2 separate regions of the Pan troglodytes genome follow, and region 1 is linked to region 2. A link is a contact called in public HiChIP or PLAC-seq data. All regions are on one chromosome and are shown on one strand. Each heading gives the region's core, a stretch centred on a gene start, on an enhancer-like site or on the middle of the called end of the contact. The rest is flanking DNA. Distances are from core to core; before and after follow the strand shown. Region 1 holds the start of TMEM209 (transmembrane protein 209). Region 2 holds the start of KLHDC10 (kelch domain containing 10).

The links. HiChIP or PLAC-seq counts read pairs in DNA pulled down with a chosen protein or histone mark.
Region 1: a contact with region 2 is called in an H3K4me3 HiChIP or PLAC-seq map of stem cell-derived excitatory neurons, with 2.6 times the contacts expected there. The contact joins the promoter of TMEM209 here to the promoter of KLHDC10 in region 2. A contact is called at or near these places in 1 of 7 Hi-C or Micro-C datasets (stem cell-derived neural progenitor cells) and 1 of 1 datasets of contacts at active chromatin or transcription factors (stem cell-derived excitatory neurons).

Annotation. Positions count from the first base shown.
Region 1 is chr6:145,565,212-145,571,324 of NHGRI_mPanTro3-v2.0_pri, reverse strand. TMEM209 (transmembrane protein 209) reads left to right here and starts at 3,078. Exons shown (of 15, transcript NM_001280210.2): 1 at 3,078-3,141; 2 at 4,405-4,541; 3 at 4,669-4,727; 4 at 5,856-5,987. The coding sequence starts at 4,405. It overlaps SSMEM1 (serine rich single-pass membrane protein 1), which reads right to left and starts at 599. Exons shown (of 3, transcript XM_016958157.4): 1 at 347-599. The coding sequence starts at 559.
Region 2 is chr6:145,431,571-145,438,153 of NHGRI_mPanTro3-v2.0_pri, reverse strand. It overlaps KLHDC10 (kelch domain containing 10), which reads right to left and starts at 5,036. Exons shown (of 10, transcript XM_519376.6): 1 at 4,761-5,036. The coding sequence starts at 4,926.

The DNA.
Region 1 (6,113 bases), core at 1,829-4,328, 140 kb before region 2:
TAAAAAGCAGGATATGAAAATATATGCAATATAATGCCAACCATGTAAGATCAAAGATAGAGAAATGGAGAGAGATATATTGGGAAAGGCAGAGAAAAAAACCAAACTGGAAGAACATACTCCAAAATGTTAACAGTGGTTATCTCTGGGAAAGAGGATAACTGTAGCTTTATATTTTCCTCTTCACCTTTTCCATATTCCTGGATTCTCCAGAATAAGATTGCATTATTTTTAAAACTAAACAACTTTTAAAAGTAGTTTCATCAAAGTATAGTAAATGTATTTTATGGAAATTTTCCTAGTGTACAGTAAACATATTATTTAAAATGAAAAAAAGATATCCTACCCAGACAGAAGCCCTAGAGAAGAACATCAGGACAAATACGATAACAAAATACCAAAGCAGGAAGCTCCCTATGGTTCCACAAGAGTCATCCTTCCAGCATTCATAATCCTGACTTGGAATGGTACAATTTAAAGGTATGGGGGGAGGATCTACCTCCCAAAATAAGGAAAAAAAGGTCTCCCATGATGACTCCTTGCTCAGAAAATAAACCATGCTTAAAGGGATAAAGATGACTGGGAACTACTTCACTCCCTCTATGATGTATGACAATTTCCTTGGCAACCTATTATGACATATACTTAAGCAACTGTTCTAGGAACTGACAAATGCTTCTTGGATTTCTAAGTTTGTGGAAGGTTATTCAAATTACTCCTCTGAATGTTTATGTTATTTTCCCCCATACCTCAATATGGTGCATTCTGCCTTAATTTTTTTTCCTAAAACTTGTATATACTATATTTTCTTATCTTCACGTCTAAGTGTTTAATGTATCCACTCATTTTAATTCAGTCTCTTTTATATGTATCATGCCATTGCAAATTATCATAGACAGTTCTAATGTATTACCGATCGAACTGTGTTCCCTAAAATTCATATGTTGAAGCCCTCACCTCCAGTGTGACTCTATTTGGAGACAGGGCCTTTAAGGAGGTAATTAAAGTTAAATGAGGTCATAAGGGCCCTAATCCAATACAATTGGTATCCTTACAAGAAGACAGCAAGGATTCACGAGCACAGAAATCAAGGTCACAATACAAGGTGGCCGTCTGCAAGGAGACCCGCCTCAGGAGAAACCAACCCTGCTGACAATTTCATCTTAGACTTCCAGCCTCCAAAATTATGAAAAAAATAATTTCTGTTGTTTAAGCCACCTGTCTGTGATATTGCGTTATGGCAGCCCTAATACATAATGCTGTCATTTGGTCAGTGGTGTTCTTTTTTAAGCCTTGAATAAATGCACAACAGCTTATAGATTACATTAAGAGGGAAAAACACAGATGTGCCCGTTATGAACTACTATGAACTACATCAAATGCATACAATTTCTTCTTAGGAAAGAGTCACATATGGAGGGGGTGGGAAACCGGTATTCTAATTTTTTTTTTTTTTTTTTTTAGCAGGGTCTCACTCTGTCGCCCAGACTGGAATGCAGTGGCACCATCTTGGCTCACCGCAACCTCGGCTTCCCAGGCTCAAGTGATTCTCCTGCCTCAGCCTCCAGAGTAATTGGGATTACAGGCGCGTACCACCACGCCCTACTAATTTTTTGTCTTTTTAGTAGAGACAGGGTTTCAGCGTCTTGACCAGGCTGGTCTCCATCTCCTGACCTCGTGATCCGCCCGCCTCGGCCTCCCAAAGTGTTGGGATTACAGGCGTGAGCCACCGCGCCCGGCCGGTATTCTAATTTTGATTGCACCTTGAGCCCTTTCACTTTGAACAATTTTCCAGTTAGTTCATCTCTAAATCTAAAACTAGAGCAAAACAACATTGCTGCTAAAGCAATCTAAAAATGATAAAACTTAACAGCTCTTCAAGAGCACAGCATACCTGCCGATTTTCATTAATATACAATACCACGTGGTATTAATCTTAGGATCATTTTAGGAAAAACTTTGGCCATTGGACATACATGATGTAATCCACTAGCTTACTGTGACATGGCTTAATGTTTTTATTAGGAGGCACACTTCAGAACAAGTCCCCAGGCCCTGGGTTTCTGGCCGTGGACTCTAACGCGTCATCTCCTCCAGGAAGCTCGCGAGAGCTGGGGCTGGGCTGGACGCGCCTCCTTGGGGAGCACTGCATGCGCCTCCTTGGGGAGCACTGCATGCGCCTCCTTGGGGAGCACTGCATGCGCCTCCTTGGGGAGCACTGCATCCACCTCACCTGCCACCGAAATGCATCTGTGGACCTCCGCTGGGGTTGAGCTCCTCTGGGTAGTAACCAGGAAGGTCTTATTTTCTATATCCGTGCGCCTGGCTCAGCGGCACACTTGTAGGTATTTGTGCTAAATAAAACAAAGCTCAACCTTTTCCTCAGGATGAGCAGCTCTTCCAAAAAATACATACGAAAATGTGTTATTATTTTTAACCTCAAAACCACTAGCAACTTCAATAAAACAAATTTTGGGTGTGCTTGTTATTGCTGCACCCTATTAAACAGATTAAGAATTTAGGCCGGGCGCGGTGGGCCACGCCTGTAATCCCAAAAGGCGGTGGGAGGCCAGCAGGCGTTTGGGAGGCTGAGGCGGGCGGATCCCTTGAGGTTAGGAAATCGAGACCAGACTGGCCAACATGGCGAAACCCTGTCTCTACCAAAAAAAAAATTACATGGGGTCAGGACTCTTGACATAGATACTTTAACACAGGGGAAAGAAATGCTTTGTCACTGATGGTGTCTGGCCACTTTATCACGCCACTCTATCCTACGGTGAGCCGCCCTAATCAGTTTACACATGTGAGTCCATAAATGCCCTAGGGAAGCTAAAATTATATTAATAGATACAAAATTCAGCTTGTTACAATTATTACTTTTTACTGCGGGTTCAGAGCCTGGTCTGAATTTTGCTGCTTAGCTTTCTCCCGCAGCTGAGTGGGAGCCGCAAAACCGAGACCTGTTTCCCTGGTAACGCTCCGAGCGCCTGGGCCTGCGACCCCTCCCTTTCTCGCGAGAAGAGACTGCCCCGTTCTTCCGGTAACTTTAGAGCCGCTTGCCGGTGGCCTCCCGCTTGAGCTTGGCTTTGCGCATGCCCAGAGAGAGTGGCGCGAGCCTGCGCTTTCCGGCCAGAGGACATGGTACGTTTTCGGGGTCGTGTTTGTGCTTCCTGTCTTGGAATCTACGCGGGTTGTGGGAGTTCCGCGCCTGCTGATCTGTCCTGAGTTCAGCCAAGGGGGGATGTGGCTAGGCGTTCCGCCTCTCTAGGGGAAGGGAAGAAAGAAGCAATAGGGTTGCTGAAGTTCGTGCCCAGGAGCCGGGGAGGGAAGCTCTGGACTGGGAAATTGGGACGCGGGGGCTGAGTGGCGCGAAAGCTATTGCTCTCTCCTCTGTGGGATACGACTGCTTGTCGCTGGAACAAGTTTTGCACGGTCTGTAAGAGTTGAGCCTAGCTGAAGAAAGGAGGAATTATAAATCCCAAATGTGGACCAAAACAATGCACGTTTTCCCCTCTCTCCCTCTTACTCCGCTCACCACCCCATCATAAGTACGTGCCCTTCTAAAACTTGGATCCTTGTCCTTTATCCACACACAAAAGGGAGAGCCCTGGAGTACAGCTGTCCAAGTGCAGAGTTGTTTAGATAGTAATGGCGTCTGCATGAGGATGTAGAACAGTCTTTATGACTTACAGCAGATATGGAATATAGTCTCCCAAAACTTGACATTTTGAGTTTCTGAAATTAGCCTTTTGCCTAGTCCGTGTAACATACCCCAAAGACAAAATACAAAGTATTTCTAGACATAACCCTTAAATTACAAAATAAGACATTTTTATGTATTGGAAGTATTAAATTGTTCTTAAATAACCAGCCACGTCTGGGCGCGGTGGCTCACGCCTGTAATCCCAACACTTTGGGAGGCCGAGGCGGGTGGATCACAAGGTCAGGAGTTCGAGACCAGCCTGGCCGAGATGTTGAAATCCCGTCTCTACTAAAAATACAAAAATCAGTCGGACGCGGTGGCGGGCGTCTGTAATCCCAGCTACTCGGGAGTCTGAGGCAGGAGAATCGCTTGAACCCGGGAGGCGGAGGTTGCAGTGAGTCGAGATCGCGCCACTGCATTCTAGCCTGGGAGACAGCAAGACTCCGTCTCAAAACAAATAAATAGATAAATAACCAGCCACTTCTCTGTTGATTACACTGTGATGCCAATTAAGTTACGTATAATTTTGGGTTCCCTTTTCATATACTGATATTAAAATGGAAGAAGTTTTGATAAAACATTTTAAAGATGAGAGAAGGTATATGCGGTTTCAGTTACCTTTGTAAGGGATGCAAAATTTGGTTTTTAAATGGAGCAATAGTTTCTTCTGGTTAATTCCTGTGCTTTTTGTTTTTTCATAGATGCAGGGGGAGGCACACCCTAGTGCTTCCCTTATTGACAGAACCATCAAGATGAGAAAAGAAACAGAGGCTAGGAAAGTGGTCTTAGCCTGGGGACTCCTAAATGTATCTATGGCTGGAATGATATATACTGAAATGTAAGTGAATCAGTCCAAAAAAAGTGAAACTTTAAGAAGCCAGTGGCTGGTTCCACAGGTTTTTGTGTTTGTTTTTGATTTTTGGTGTTTTTAGGTTCACTGGAAAGCCTTTCTAATTTTTTTTCAGGACTGGAAAATTGATTAGTTCATACTACAATGTGACATACTGGCCCCTCTGGTATATTGGTAAGTAAGTAATTTTCACCGTAACTTACATTTACCAATAAAAAACTGCCTTCAGGTTTAATTCAGCTTAGTATACATTTCCTTATTCAACAAGTATTTGACTGCCTGCTGGGTTGTAAAAACTGGGAATACAGCAGAAAGGGAGCAAGGTAAATCCCTGCTATTATGAAAGGAACATTCTGTTAGACAATCAGATTAATAACACTTCAGGTAATTATGAGTTCTGTGAAGAAAAATAAGTTTAGAGGTTAGTGAGATTTGTTTTTATTACTCTCCTGAAATGCGCTTTCTGTGTCTCTACCTTTTTACTTTTCAAGACCAGCCCAGATTTCTGCTCCATTGATGCCTTCCTCAGTTTTCACATTCTTTCCTCTCTTCTTGTCTGCTCTTCCATAGTCATTGGGTATAAAGAGTCTTTATGGATGTTAAAGTAAATTTCATAGTCTATACACATTAATCTAAAGTCTTTCACAGGGAGATAGTGTGCCAAGTTGGGAGAGCAAGGGATTTGCAATCAGCAGACCTCGGTTAGAATCATGGCTTCACTAACTCTCTACTCTTGTAAGAGTCACTTGGCTTCTGAATAATGTTGGTTTATATTTAAAATGAAGGTGAAAATATTTATTGTACAGGGTTGCTAGGATTAGTGCTATTTTGAAACTCACTAGTAAATTACCTACACATAATTTTTTTTTTTTTTTGAGAAGGAGTCTCACTCTGTCACCCAGGCTGGAGTACAGTGGCACAATCTCAGCTCACTGCAACCTCCACCTCCCAGGTTCAAGCAATTCTCCTGCCTCAGCCTCCCAAGTAGCTGAGACTACAGGTGTGCGCCACCACACCTGGCTAATTTTTATATTTTTAGTAGAGATGGGGTTTCACTATGTTGGCCAGGCTGGTCTCAAACTCCCGACCTCAGGTGATCCACTCGCCTCAGCCTCCCAGAGTGCTGCAATTATGGGTGTGAGCCACCATGCCCAGCCACCCTACACATAACATTCATTAAATTATAGTTTTTATGAGGAATAAGAAGGTAATTTTAGTTTGCTAAGTATAGAGGGTTTTTGTGTTCTCCAATAGATGCCCTCCTCACCCCCCTTATTAAAAAAAAAAATTGTTCTCTTCCAGAGCTTGCCCTTGCATCTCTCTTCAGCCTTAATGCCTTATTTGATTTTTGGAGATATTTCAAATATACTGTGGCACCAACAAGTCTGGTTGTTAGTCCTGGACAGCAAACACTTTTAGGGTTGAAAACAGCTGGTGAGTGTTTTATATCTCTTGCAAAGGTGGGGAAAAGGTTGGCAATAAATCTTTCTCAGTTTAATTTTCCCATTTCGTAAACTCAAAGCTGGAAGGGACATCAGCTATCTTAAGCAGGATACAATA
Region 2 (6,583 bases), core at 3,787-6,286:
CAAACAAAGGAATGCTACCGTCTCCACAAAGTCCCTCCCGTCCCCCCTAAACCTGGAAAAAATATACAGGAAATGCATCATTGGTTGCTTCTAGGGAAGGCAGTCAATTAGCTGGGGTCAAAGGAAGAAGAAAAACTTGCCTTTTACCATATACTTTTTTGTATCATTTGGATTTTATACACATTACTTACTTAAAATTTTTAAGTTAAGACTACAGTATTATTTTTACCCAGCTTTACCAACTGTTACATTTTTCCTTCTTTTTCTTTGTCAGTTTTCCAGTTCCCATGTTAGCAACAATGTTTAACTGTTTTCCCAGCTAATCATGGTATTTAATCAAACTCACACAGTTAAATCACAACAGCTACCTGAATTCCATTGCCCCATGAACCCCGCGCTCCTGAGCTCTCTCTGCATACTTATTCTACAAAAAGCACAATTCCCTGTTCATTACTGGGTGTATAGAAATTATGAGTTAGTAAAAATCCAGGAGTAAAAAGCTATTAATTTCTTGGCCTATGAGGCAAACACATAATCACTAGTGAACTTCAGAAAACAGCAGAAAGGCAAGTGCTTAAAAAAAGGTTTCACAAACTATCGTTTGTGCTGTCGCAATGGATGCAGAGTCTAATCCACTACTTTACATTAAAGAACCTGATTTTGGCCAGGCACGGTGGCTCACGCCTGTAATCCCAACACTTTGGGAGGCCAAGGTGGGTGGATCACAAGATCAGGAGTTCGAGACCAGCCTGGCCAACATGATGAAACCCCGTCTCTACTAAAAATACAAAAAGTAGCACAGTGGCGCGCACCTATAATCCCAACTACTCAGGAGGCTGAGGCAGGAGAACTGCTTGAACCCGGGAAGCAGAGGTTGCAGTGACATTGCGCCACTGCACTCTAGCCTGGGTGACAGAGCAAGACTCCATCTCAGAAAAAAAAAAAAAAAGAGAGAGAACCTGATTTTAACCATCTATCCAGAGTCAATGTGGCTAGAGGATTGAACCACACTAACCAAACTCACTAGACACTAATGTGTTAATATATAATGCCAATGCATTAATTTAGAATTTTAAAAATATATGTATATGTATATGGCATATATATACGTATATGTGTGTATAGGTATACGCACATACATCTCAAGAGTATCAAATCATGCATATCAAGGAATCACACACAAATGGTAAAGTATGCCCAAGGAGAGCCACATGATGCTATGAGTGTTACAGAGAGAAGAGACCAAGTCAGAAAGTCACGGAAGGCTTCCATGTAAAAAACATTTTGATCAAACTGAGATCTAATGGAAGAGAAGTTAAAACAAGAGAATGGAATGAGGAGTAAGAAGGTTCTTGGATGACGGAAAAGCTTGTGCAATGGACCTGGGGCAGGAGGAAGCATGATACATCCAAGGGGGCAGAAAAAGATCAATGACCAAGAGAACGTAACACAGGATTAACTGTAGAGTTAGAGACGAGTCAGACGACACAGTGCCTTTGAGGCCATGTTAAAGATTTTTGCCTTATCCTAAGAGCAATAAAAAGGTTGTGAGCAGGGATGAGAATGTATTTGGGCTTGCAAAAAGACTGGTGTGCTATATGAATTGAAGGGCAAGAGTAGAAGCAGGAATACTGCTTAAAAAGCTCCTGCAGGAGACCTAAGTGAGGGATGGTGGCACCGTGGATTGGAGTTATGGCAGGAGTAAAAGAAACGGACTTGGTAAATGATTACACCTGAAGTGCAAGGGAGAAGAAAATATTGAGGAGGATGCCCAAGTTTCAAGTTTGCATAACTGGATGGATAAAGAAGCTATCACTGAAGGAGAATGAGAACACTCCAGGAAGACCAGGTTGTTTTGTTTGGTTTCATTGGGGGCTGGATGGAGGGTTGAGATGTAAAAAGTAAGAAAAGGTTCTAAGTATCAGTAACTGGAAGTCTTGGTAGAGAAGGATGAAAAATGGAACATGGGGCTGGCTGGGCGCTGTGACTCACGCCTGTAATCCCAGCACTTCGGGAGGCTGAGGCGGAAGGATCACTTGAGGCCAGGAGTTTGAGCCCAGCCTGGCCAACATGGCAAAACCCCATCTCTACCAAAAATACAAAAAATTAGCCGGACGTGGTGGCCCGCACCTCTAATCCAGCTACTTGGCAGACTGAGACAGGAGAATTGCTAGAGTTCGGGAGGCAAAGGTTGCAGTAAGCCAAGACCGTGCCACTGCACTCCAGCCTGGGCCACAGAGTGAGGCTCTGTCTCAAAAAAAAAAAAAAAAAAAAGACAAATAGGATTTAGAGGTCAAAAGAGAGAGACAGTGAGCTATACTATAGTTTTTTTTTGTTGTTGTTGTTGTTTTTTAATGTTTAACTTGAGATGTGGTCTTGCTTTGTTGCCCAGGCTGGCCTTGAACTCCTAGGCTCAAGTGATCCTCCCACCTTGGACTTTCAAAGTGCTGGGGTTACAGATGTGAGCCACCACGACCAGCCGCTATAGTACACTCAAAAAAATAAAAAATTTGGCTGGGCGAGGTGGCTCACGCCTGTAATCCCAGCACTTTGGGAGGCTGAGACAGGCAAATCACCTGAGGTCAGGAGTTCAAGACCAGCCTGGCCAACATGATAAAATCCCGTCTCTACTAAAAATACAAAAACTAGCCTGGCGTGGTGGTGGGCGCCTGTAATTTCAGCTACTCAGGAGGCTGAGGCAGGAGAATTGCTTGAGCCTAGGAAGTGGAGTTGCAGTGAGCCGAGATCGCGACACTGCACTCCAGCCTGGAGAACAGAGCGAGACTCCATCTCAATAAATAAATAAATAAATAAATTTAAAATAAAAGGTTTTATCTCCAAGGCCCGTCAACCAAGCCTAGACATCCTATTCCTTCCCATCACCTAAAATATTTTAAAATCTATCAAAATGCAAGAAAAGGGAGAGGTTTAAAATGCAAAACCTAGCAGAATAAAGAATTGGTATGAAAGAATTTCAAACTACATAATACATTGAGGTATCAGATGTGTCCCAATTTTGAGAATGAGTAAAGGCGCAATGAAGTGTCAGTCAAGAGAAAAGGGAAGCAGAAAAAAGAGACTGATGACCCTGCTTTACAAATTTTCACAGTTTAGACACGTTTATCTTTACCTCCGGATAAATGGCTGTTCTTGGTCTTGTGTGCTAAGGGAATGCAGAAATAGCTCCACACTGAAGCCCCTTAGCAGAAATCATGGCTTCCACTGCCATCACGTGGTTGAAGTGAGGAAGTGCACCAAGGAGGTTCTAGGAACCTAGGAATGCCTACTTGAAGCCCATGGTATAATTAATCCGTGATCAAAGACCTAAAGATTGCAGTAGTAGAGGGCAAACTGGTGACAGTGTTTGCTAAGAGATTCATCTTCTAAGCTGTCAATACACAAAAATCTAAGTTTTTATTATTAATTGGGAGTAAGAAAAAAGATTGCTCCTTTTTTCTTTTTCATGTTAAAGATCATATATTTAGCAATTCTAGGATGCCCAGTCTGATATTAACGTCTCAAACCCAACTTCTGGTATATTATATGACTACTTACAAATGCCTCGATTTAATGCATATAAATGGGGTAATGTACATTTCTAGCACACATCAATAACCTCATCACGAACATAAGCAATTGTCTCATTAAATGTGCTAAATTCCCTTTGTCATCTTCAATTTAATCAAATAATAATTTTTGACTAGAAGTATAAGGCACAGTCTTAAGCACAATTCAAAAAAACCAATTCATCATGTTCTCAAAACTCATCAGCTAAACAAATATATCACTAATATAATCAATATTATTCACAAAAAACACGATGAATAATTAACACATCATTCCTGATAGTTCTTTTCATAGTAAAAATAAGCTTGCCCAGTGGGATATTTGACGTTCTCTGCATTATTTAATTCCCTACCTTCCTTCTACTAGATTGAATATTCAATTACAAACGTACCTCTTTAAAATTGTCTACACATACATATCCACTTGATTTTATTTTGTTTTCAAAAGCATCTGAACTCAAGGCTAGGGCACTGTAGACCAAAATGTCAAATAATTGTATTGGGTACATTTTTCCAATTCTCAGTTGTTTTTATATTGGAAACACAGCATAATTGTGTCACTAAGTATATTTTTGATCTTCACTTTCTCCCCTTAAAACCTAGACACCATTATCCTGTCTCTGAACATTCCAAAATATTAATAATCCAACTAGTTTTCCCTAATCCTCTAGGTTCTCTTTCCCATACACTCCCCAAACACTCCCCCACCCCTTTCTTCCGTTTCAGAATGCCTCTTACACACACACCCCGTGTAGTTTTTACAAAATCACTCCTTGGAATGCGCTTCCCTCTTCTCTCCTTAACTTGGCACCCTTTTTGAAATAATTTCCCACAGCTAGGCGCCAATGTCTTTCATTTACAAGATCAAACTGCGGAAGGGGAAGAGATTGGGAATCGAGTAACCGAAACATTTGGAAATGTCAATGAGACAGTGGCCTCTCCTTTGAAAAGAAAACAAAACTCTCAGCACAGAGCTTTCAACAGAGCACAGATACTTTTCTTCGCTGTGCTCCTGTTCCCTCCCTGACCTCAAAGACACCTTCCCTTTTCTCTGATCCCCAGTCCCTCTGCTATGCGTGGGGCCTGCCTTTCCTCCTCCCAAGGAAAAGAAAGCCAGGGAGAAAAAGAAAAGGTAGCAGTAACCTTCCCGCCCGCCGCGCCCGCAAGCGGTCAGGACCCTGTCCCACGACTCACCTGGCAGGTGCGGCCGCCCGGAGAGTTGCACGAAGCGGTTGAGCTGGCCAGTCCCCCGACCCCCGCTGCCCCCACTGCCCCCGCCGGCCCCGCTACCTCCGCCACCAGCGCCGGCGGCGCCTCCTCCCCTCCGGCGGTTCCTGTCCCAGCCCTGGGCGGCCGACATGACCCGCTAACGATTGCCGCAGCCCGGTCCCGTCAGCGCCTGACCCAGCGGAACCAGCGGAGCCTCCTTCCTGGGCTCCTCCAGAGACCCAGGAGACAGGGGAAGGGGGCAGCGCCCGGTCCCACCAGAGACCAATGACTTACCGCCTTGGTGAAAGGCAGCCAATGGTCAGTCGTTTTCTTGGTAGGTGGCGGGAGGCGGAGAGAAACGTGGTAACCATAGCTATGGCTAAAAAAAAAAAAAAGTAGGGGGAGAGAAAGGCAGAAGCAGCCACTCCTAGCTCTCATCGTCCGAGCTGGGCTGGCCGGCGTTACCCCGACTCCTGCGGGGCCAGGCGGGCCAATCGAAGGCCGAGTGTCAGAGGCCGCGCCTGCGGAAAGACTCCCGGGGACGGCCAGTGCCTCAGTCTTGGTTAGGATTCAGGAACTTTTTCCCATAAACATTGCAATCAGACACTGGATATACGCATAATACACATATTTGGGGGCAAGACGGTATTCTGCCAGCTTTTCAGACTGAGATCCCATTCACTGACGGTTGACACACACAAAGGGCTTGCTTGGGGTCCGGGTAGGTGAGGGGACCCAGGGGCGGAGTCAAAGCTAAAATGTAAGAACCAGATATTCCTGGGTTTCATTTGTCTTTCAGTCGGATTAGCTGCATTCGTCCCTGTATAAGCCACGTCCCAATCAAACAGTTTTAAACCTGGTTAACAAATATGGGAAAATGTTCACTCTCACCTGTAATCTTAGAAATACAAAATAAAACCCCGATGAGAAACCATTTCTGGTTTATTACATCAGTAAAGACTTTTCAAATAACACCTGGCAGTGTGTGGAATGCCAAGAAAAAGGTATTCTCATAGATGGCTGATGGCTCTGTAAATATTTTTGTTCGCTCAAACTCCTTTTGGCTAGTAGAAAATTTTAATCAGCTTGGAAGATATATAATCAAAAGGAAATGTAAAATTAAATAAAAGGCAGCAACGGGTATGGAAGATCAAGATCAAAGAAAATTTTTAATGTGCCGATCAGGAGTTTCTATTGTTCCAAAATTAAACAGAAATTTTGGCTTGAAACTTACTGGGCGCAATGCAAACTGGGAAAACAGACTATACACTGATGTTTCTGAATGATACGGAAAAAGCATATCAAATTCCTCAAGGGAAACAAAACTTTTCAAGGTCCTTAGATGTGACAGATTTTTTTTTCTTTTGCATTAGAAGAACCTTACATGGTTGCAGAGAAAAAAAAGAAACTCTGCTGGAGCTGAGGACAAATACCCTTTGTACCTGGTGTGCAAATTTCTGGTCGCCACTGGCACTGCCTCCTTGTTTTCCTACTTCCAGTCCCTGTAGGCAGAAATGTTTTAGTCACTAGCACCATAGCACACTGCTTATGAAAATGTTTGAGACTTGAAAAAAAAAAAAAAGCCTATGGTTCTAAAATATAAAAACCAAAATTAATATATGTTAACTCCTTTTTTTTTTTTTGAGACGGAGTCTTACTCTGTCGCCGAGACTGGAGTGCAGAGGCATGATCTCGGTTCACTGCAACCTCTGCCTCCCAGGTTCAAACAATTCTCCTGCCTCAGCCTCCCAAGTAGCTGGGATTAGAGGCATGTGCCACCACACTCTGCTAATTATATTTTTAGTAGA